2 separate regions of the Pan troglodytes genome follow, and region 2 is linked to region 1. The links are chromatin contacts, called in public Hi-C maps. All regions are on one chromosome and are shown on one strand. Each heading gives the region's core, a stretch centred on a gene start, on an enhancer-like site or on the middle of the called end of the contact. The rest is flanking DNA. Distances are from core to core; before and after follow the strand shown. Region 1 overlaps RUSC2 (RUN and SH3 domain containing 2). Region 2 holds the start of STOML2 (stomatin like 2).

What was found. Hi-C and Micro-C count contacts between places; a contact is called where the count stands out from the background.
Region 2: a contact with region 1 is called in a Hi-C map of stem cell-derived neural progenitor cells, with 2.6 times the contacts expected there. The contact joins the promoter of STOML2 here to the enhancer-like site in region 1. A contact is called at or near these places in 2 of 7 Hi-C or Micro-C datasets (induced pluripotent stem cells and stem cell-derived neural progenitor cells) and 1 of 1 datasets of contacts at active chromatin or transcription factors (stem cell-derived excitatory neurons).

Annotation. Positions count from the first base shown.
Region 1 is chr11:80,430,876-80,434,924 of NHGRI_mPanTro3-v2.0_pri, reverse strand. RUSC2 (RUN and SH3 domain containing 2) reads left to right here. Exons shown (of 11, transcript XM_024345625.2): 2 at 3,506-4,049. Among named protein-coding and RNA genes, the nearest start is that of CIMIP2B, 14 kb to the right of the region's middle. Within about 2 kb of position 2,569, at least 8 of the 24 cell types and tissues checked have an H3K27ac peak or open chromatin away from gene starts, as enhancers often do. A contact at or near this core is called in induced pluripotent stem cells and stem cell-derived neural progenitor cells, where this site is marked.
Region 2 is chr11:80,880,638-80,884,979 of NHGRI_mPanTro3-v2.0_pri, reverse strand. STOML2 (stomatin like 2) reads right to left here and starts at 1,621. Exons shown (of 10, transcript XM_520553.7): 1 at 1,451-1,621; 2 at 1,083-1,220; 3 at 492-591; 4 at 301-359; 5 at 107-208. The coding sequence starts at 1,495. It overlaps ATOSB (atos homolog B), which reads right to left. Exons shown (of 9, transcript XM_009456558.4): 7 at 4,340-4,342; 8 at 4,081-4,256; 9 at 2,520-3,773. The coding sequence ends at 3,620.

The DNA of each region.
Region 1 (4,049 bases), core at 1,320-3,819:
GATACTATGACTGGCATTCTGAGGGCAAGAAATATCCTGGTCAGAGATGTGTTTTCTCTATCAGATTAAGACATATCAAGATGCTGCTCTGTTCCATAAGTCTCCAGTCTTCTCTTGATTCTGTACAGCTTTTTTCTAAATCAAAAATGAATGACAATTCATCAAGCTTTGAATGACAAAAGAAGGGACAGGTTGATCCAGCAGTATAGGAAGGTGAGAAGGTCGGCTGGGCATGGTGGCTCACACCTATAATCCCAGCACTTTGGGAAGCTGAGGCAGGAGGATCACTTGAAGCCAGGGGTTTGAGACTAGCCTGGGCAATATAGTGAGACCCTGTGTCTACAGAAAAAAAAATTTTTAAATAGCTGGGAGTGGTGGCACATGCCTGTAGTCCTAGCTACTCGGGAGGCTGAGGCAGGAGGATCACCTGAGCCCAGGAGTTTGAGGCACAGTGAGCTGTGATTGCACCACTGCATCCCAGCCTGGGCAAAAAGTGAGATCCTGTCTCTAAAAAAAATTAAAGTAGGCCAGGTGTGGTGGCTCATGCCTGTAATCCCAGCACTTTGGGAGGCTGAGGTGGGCAAATCATTTGAGGCCAGGAGTTCGAGACCAGCCTGGCCAACATGGAGAAACCCCATCTCTACTAAAAATACAAAAATTAGCTAGGCATGGTGGCGCACGCCTGTAGTCCCAGCTACCCGGGAGGCTGAGGCACAATAATCGCTTGAACCTGGGAGGCGGAGGTTGCAGTAAGCTGAGATCACGCCACTGCACTCCAGCATGGGTGACAAAGTAAGACTCTGTCTCAAAAAAAAGTAAATTAAAAAATAAAAATAAAAAAGGCAGCTGAGACGGCTCTTTGAGATACTGAGCAGCAGAATCAAGATTTAAAGGGATCTTACTGAATCTTGAAAGAACAAAACTAATAAAGCAGAGACCAGTGTGAAGTTTGATATGTAACCTGCACTTGAGTTGATTTGGGATATTTGATTGCAAACTCAGAATGAGTCAGCAGTTGGTAGAGCTTCCAAAAAGTTAAGATGACGGGATTCATTCATAGACTCCAGAAAGAAAGAGTGGATAGTCTCTCACTCCTCCGAACCAGTGAGTGCTCAGTGGTATTCCATTGAGTTCTGGGCACCACATCTTAAGAAGGAACTGAGGAACTGGGGGACTGGGGCTATTTAACCTAGAGAAAAACTGACTCGGGTGAATACGGTCTCTGTCTCTGGTTTTCTTAACGAATGTCACATAGAAAAGTGAGAAAACTTATTCTGTGTATTCCCTGAGGGTAGAACTAAGACCCATTCCCCACAGGGGCCCCCTTCTTACCTGATCTTATTCCTCTGCCTCAGTCTGTATCCTGGGAACTTAGCAGAGAGGAGTTTTAAAAGGGTAGGAATAAGCAGTCTAATTCAGACATACTTTGTATAGGGGGTATAATAATGCTGTGGTTGGGATGACCTAATCCGATAGCCAGAGTCAGCTCAGCCTTGAAAACTGATACTTAAATAGGCGGAAAGGAAGAACACATTCCTGATGGGAAAAGCAGTGGGCTTCATGACAGGGATGGACTGGGAAGAGTAGGGTCAGTGGGGGCAGGTGTGGAAGTCTGAAGGGAGAGCAGCCTAGCTCATAGCAGGTGTGGGCAACTAGCTCACTGAGAAGATTAGACTTTATTCTGGGAGATAAAGTTTGTATCTCAGAAGCTAGTTGGTGTATGTAAGAAGCTTCTGGTTGTAGTGAGACTGGCTTGAATCAAGAGTGACCGTGGAGATTCCCTCATTTAACAGATCGTTTTTCACTGCATACTGTGTGCCAGCCTCTGTTCCAGGCATTATGGATCCAGCAGTGAACAATATAAAATCCCCACTTTTCTGGAGCTCTTAGGAGTAGTAATGGACAATAAACACATTAAAAGGACAACTTTTAATTGCTGGAAAGTTCAACAATGCTGAAAAGAAAATGAAACAGGGTAATGGGATAGAGAGCAACTTGCCAGAGGGGCTGAGGTAGTCAGAGAAGGTCTTATTGAGGGGGTGATATTTGAGCTGATGCCTGAATGGTGAGAAGATTCAGACAGAAAGAAAAGCAGGTGCAAAAGGCCTGGGGATGTTCATGCATCTGGTGTGTTTAAGGACGGGGAAGTGTGGCTGGAGCACAGTGGGCCAGGGAGAATGCAGCGTTTGTGTAAGCAGTGACTGGGGATAGCAGGAGGGTGGAGCTTGAAAGTGTCCTCTGGGAGTGATTCAGAAGCACCTCCCTAATGGGATTGTGGTCCCCATCCCCTCTGACTCTTTGATGTAAATAAGATGAGGGATAGGAAAACCTGGCCTGATACAATTTCACATGTAGTACAATGTGGTAAAAAGAACAGTGGCTCTGAAATCAGACTCTGGGTTAGGCAGAATTCTAGCTCTGCCACTTCCTAGTTATTTGACCTTGAGCAAGTGCTTTAATCTGTCTACATTTCACATTTCCTAATATGTCAAGTAAGAGAACTAATTCCCGCCTCGCAGAGCTACTGAGCCCCCCTGCTGGTGAGCTTTCACCAGGGCTTTAGACCGGGTGCGTGCTTATAGCGCCATCTTACGTTTATTCGGAGATCTACAGTGTTTTGTTGGAAGTGCAGTCCATCCACTGTCGCACTCCAGTGTCCTGGAGTTTTGTGTTTAGTTCTGAGCACCACGTTTTGAAGGACATTGACCTGAAGACTGCCTGAAAGAACAGGAGAGGCCCAGCCTTGGGGAACATACCTCCGTTCAGGGGGAGCAAATGTGGACTCTGAGGTTCCAATGCCAGGATCGTGAAAAGAGTGGGAGTGGGGGTAGATACAGATAACAGGTAGGCTGCAAGTAAAGAAATATCTTACTATGGTTCGATATGCTCAGCAATGAAATGTGCTGGCATGATTGGAGATGGGATAATGAGCAAAAGCTTGAAGTCAATAACATCTGAAACATTTTCATCACTGAAAATGTGTGTGACTGTGACTCCAAGACTTAGAAACAAAGAAAATGGTTCTGCCATTGACAGAAATGGAAGTCATTGGAAAAAAGGAGAAAGGTGATGGATAAGCGGTTATAGCACATTTTAAGTGAAAGCAGAACTATAAAGCAGAATGATCTGGAGATGAAGAGGAAGGTCCAGGCTAAAGCTGTGGGTTTGGGAGTCATCCCGTAGAAGTCTGAACTCAAACTTCTCAAGAAATAAAGTGTAAGGTGAGATGCAAGAGTTGAGCCTTAAGATACACTCACCTTTGGAGTCAAGAAAATGAAGAGGGACTGAACAGCAGAGAGGTACAAGACAGTCCAGCACCATAAAAGCAATAGGAAGCGTTTTACAAAAGAGGGGAGCAGTGTCCCATTCCACGAACTTCTACCCCATTCAATTCCTGCCAGCCAGGTCCCTGCCCCTCTCCCCTCTCCCATCTCTGCTTCTGGGTTTTCTCTCATATGGGTTTCAGTGTCTGTCTACTGATTTCTTCTCCATCCCTTTGCTACAGGGGGTGGCACTGAAAGCCGACCAGTCCTTCGCTACAGCAAGGAACAGAGGCCAACCACGCTGCCCATCCAGCCCTTCGTGTTCCAGCACCACTTCCCCAAGCAGCTGGCCAAGGCCCGGGCCCTCCACAGCCTTTCCCAGCTCTACAGCCTCTCAGGCTGCAGCCGTACACAGCAGCCTGCCCCACTGGCTGCCCCTGCTGCTCAAGTCTCAGTCCCAGCTCCCTCAGGGGAACCGCAGGCATCCACTCCCCGAGCCACTGGCAGAGGTGCCAGGAAAGCTGGGTCTGAGCCAGAGACCTCTCGGCCATCGCCCCTGGGCAGCTACTCCCCCATCCGGAGTGTTGGCCCCTTTGGGCCCAGCACTGACTCTTCTGCCTCCACTTCGTGCTCCCCTCCCCCAGAGCAGCCCACAGCCACAGAAAGCCTGCCCCCATGGAGCCACTCCTGTCCTCCTGCTGTCCGGCCTGCCACCTCCCAGCAGCCGCAGAAGGAGGATCAGAAGATACTGACCTTGACTGAGTACCGGCTCCATGGAACAGGAAG
Region 2 (4,342 bases), core at 372-2,871, 450 kb before region 1:
AAGGGCCTACACTGAGAAGGGCCTGGGACTGATCTTGACCTTCAGAAAAGATTAAGAGTGTCAGGTTTGTGTCTTCAAACCCTAACTCTGGCTCAGATCTGCTTACCCGGAAGACTTTGTCCAGAGAGAGTTTGCCGAGCTCTGATCTCATGGTTGTTTGAGCTAGCTGGGTGACGGCATACTCAGGGTCCTCCACACCGTAGCTTGCCTGAGATGGACACGGATAGTGTAAGAAGCTTGGGCACAAGATTTTAGTGAAGAGGGCAACTGAAAAGGCTGGATAAAGTAGGGGACAGGTACCTTGTAAGGGTCCATGATGCGCAGGTAAAGGACTCCATCAATTTGCAGAGTTACATTGTCTGTAGAACCAGGAGAGAAAACGGGGAAAGTCAGGCCTCTAGGTCCCAACCAGTTCTTTCTACTAAGCTCTGGATCTACAGCAACCACATCCTAATAGCCTCAGAGCACCCATGTCACCCTGAACCCCTCACCGAGAGTCACAGCCGACTGCTCAGGCACATTGATGACAATTTCCTTGAGACTCTGCACATATCGGATCCGGTCTAACACAGGGATGAGGATGTTCAAACCCTGGAAAGAGGAGTCATGGGTCCTCAGAAGGCTGGGAACTATTGGGTTGGGACCTAAGCTAGTCCTGGAGTATGTAGGGAGTCAACACATGGAACATGCCCAGAAAAGCAGCAGCTCCTACCAAGAAATAAGTCCTCAGAAGGCTGAGGTGTCACTGGTAAGAAAACCCAAGAGAACAGGAATGCAAGACTAGGCCCCTGAATGGAGAGGAGAGTCATGAGAATCGGAGCCAGCAGAATAGCCATCTCTATGCAGACTGAGAGGTAGGGCTGAGAGTGGGCAGGGGAGATTCCCAAGAATGGGGCCTGTGAGATGCATAGGAAAAGGTGGTAACATGGGGATGATGGTCAGCAGCCTGGGCCCTGTCAGGTCTGGCCTACAGAGTCGGGAGCTAACAGTGCGGGCAGGCCCAAAGGAGGTCCTCCCGACATTGCATGTCGTGAGGGATTGGTCATCTGGCTAGCCCAGGGTGGGCAGAAGAGGTTTCTCACAGGCTCCAGGATCCGGTGGAATCGGCCCATTCGCTCCACCACCCAGGCCTCCTGCTGCGGCACGAACAGTACCACGGTGTTTCGGGGCAATCCAGAGGAGGCGCGGCGCGGAGCGCGGCCAGAAGCCAGTAGAGAGCCCTGAAGGAAAGAAGAGGGTGAGCAGAGATCCCATCTGGCCAGACACGCCGCCCCTCGGTCCTGAAGGCATCTCCATAAACCATGACCCTCAGGATCCTCGGAGAGAGAATCACATGGGGACCATGACCTCTGACCCCAGTCCTCTCCAACAGTTGGAATTTCGCTCTTTTCCAGCGAAGAACCCAGGTAATCTCTGTCCCGACCCTCTGGAAAGGTTGCCTCGCTCTCACCCTCAGCAAAAGGGCCCCAGTGCCCCGCGCCGCGCGCGCCAGCATTTCCCACCGCCGCAGCGACCTCCGGAACCAACGAGACAAGCGGAGCCGTCGCTCCCAGAAGCCTACCCGAGCCTTTCCTCTTGCAGTTCCGCTCCCCCGGATGTACTTCCGGCCGTTGCCTCCCACCCCTTCAACACTCACCCAATCAGCGTTACTTGGTCTAACGGCGCGTCAAGTTGTTCCCTGGGAAACGCAGACCTTCTAGAGAAGGGCGAAGGCTGTGGTTGTTCTGGGTTTAGCTGTTCACGCCGAAGATCCCCGGCCTGATGGCCAAAATGGAGGCTATTTTTCGCGGGCATTATCACTCAGACACCACGCACTGAATTCTTCGTCCTCACCCGAGACTCAAGTTTGCCCACCAGAGCGTAGAATCGCCCCCATCTGTCACCATAGCGACTAGTGGATTGGAGCTGACTCGTTGCCATGGTTGCCATAGTGATATTCTCTGGTAGTCCTGCTGTGTTGTGCCCAGGACTCCCACTGGGGACTGACCCCAATCCTGTTGCCATGGAAACTGGGCCTAACATTGCCTGGCGATTGGGCCGAGATTTTCCCCTCCCTTCTTTCCTCAAAGACACTGCAGCTCCTTCCCTGTCTTCCCAAGCAAGGTTTGTTATGCCCGGTCTTAAATACAGAGTCCAGCAAACAGCCTCAACGTTCAACCTTGTCTGGAGCATGTCACCTTGCCCACATCCCTAATGCTCTGGTAGTCAAGAGACCTCCGTAGTCACCTCCATTTTACATATGAGGGCACTGAAGTTCTGAGGGGCTAAAGTCATTAATAGAACCAGTATTAGAATCCTGATCTACAATTCAGAGTTCAGCTTCTACGGCTGAACTTTACCCACCAACCCCTCCGAAAGGAGAAAAACCAGGCCCCAGGAATCAGCAGGGACTAGCCTAAGACCTCATGGGCCCAGGCCTGTTGCCTCTCTGGTAGAAAGGGCTGAGTCCCAGCTCCAGGAAGGCCCTCCATCCCCCTTCACACCCTCTCCCCAACAACAACAACAAAAGTAGAGCTTAGTTCAAGTTTCCAACAAGAATTTATTCTTTCTGTTTTAATCTTTTTTTCTAAAAAAAAGTACCAGGTACAATTTTTTCCTGTTTTTGATTTGCTTTGTTTTTTCAAGTTTCAGCAAATGCTTGTTCCCCTCAGCCCAGCCCCAGGAGTTGGGACTGAGGCTGGGTCAGAGTCTGGAGTGGGGAATGGGGTAGTTTGGAACCACATGACTGAGTTTGAGGGGTGCCCCTCACCCCAGCTGAGGTAGGTGGGTCAGAGTCTGGCCAGGTGAGAGGAGGCACCCCAGTGCTTGGCCCTGACTCTGCCCCCTGGACACCTTCTTCAGTCAGGACCCCAAAGCAAGGAGACACAGGTAGGAGGAGAGGGACAATTGGAGTCTGGAGCCCTAGGTGAGGGGTGGTTAACCCCTGTGTGTGTGCATACATGCACACTCACAAACACATACCACACAAAGACAAGCTTGTGCACACACACATACGCATAACTTGGCTTTCAGAGATAGGTCAGAGGGTAGGGGAAGTGAAGGGACTAGGGGAAGGACAGGGGAAGCTGAGTCTTTGGCTACTGACTCAGTCCCTCTGGAATAGCCCCTCTTCCCTCAGCTGAGGGAGAGCAGTTCTCCTCCTGCCCCCACCGCATAAGCCTCTTCAACTCCTGAGGTTGGAGCAATATCTGAGAGTGGGAAGCGGGGAGGAGTGATGCCAATTATCAGGTGTGGGAGGTTACCAAGGCAATCCAATTTGAATAAATTATAAATTAAAAATAAATAAAATAATAAGTGGCCCCTGCCCAGGACAGGGAGGCAACGCTGGCATAACTTGCCTGGGAACTTGAGAAAATCTCAGGGTAGCTCTGGTTCCTCCCTACTACCTAAGCTGGCCTGGGAAACCCAAGGGAGGGGACAGGCACATGGAGTACCCGAAGTAGGGCAGGGTGTAGTAAGAATCAGAAGCTTTAAACACCCAAATAATCCATTTGGGTGTGAGCATGGTGAGGGCTTTAATTCAAGCCTGAAGGGTCTCTTCCTGTCTCTCCATATATGTTCTCTAAGATGGAGCAGGATGGGCAGGTCATTAGCCCGCATGGGTTCAGAGTGCTGGCAATCAGGGCAAAGGTGAATAACGTGGATTATGAGGGGCCTCGGTCACAGCCTGCAGTTCGTAGGGGAGCCCTGTGTCCAGCTCCAGGCTCCGACGGGAAAAAAGCAGGCGGATATCTCCATGCAGGCTTAAGCGGCCTGAGCGGGAGCTCCGGAACCTGGAGGAGGACAATGTGATCAACGTAAGAATCCAGGCTGGGTTCAGTGGCTCATGCCTGTAATTCCAGTGCTTTGGGAGACCCAGGTGGGAGGACTGCTTGAGCCCAGGAGTTGGAGACCAGCCTAAGCAACATAGCGAGACCCCATCTCTGAAAATAAATAAATACATACATATATACGTACATACATACATAAAAATTTAAAAATAAACTAAGCAAGAATCCGGACAGTATCGAAGCAAGGAGAGGTCCTCTTCAGGGAGGGGATACCTGGGCCTCCCCAGCCATCCCTGGGCCCTCTCCTCACCTGAGGTGCAGCAAGTAGCAGAGGAGGCGGTGGGTGGGGTTAGCATTTCCCTCCTCACCCACAGGCACCAAAGAGAGGCGATGGCGCAGGAAGGTCATGTGGGCAGCAGGCATGTCCGAGAAGTCAAAGGTCACGAGGAACATCTTTACCACAGTCTGGTTGGGGTTAAATAAGGTCTAGGGACAGGACAGTCAAGGTTGGTAGGGCCTGAGGGCTGCTTTCCTCTCTCCCCACTCCCACTCCCTCAGGGCAAACTCACCAC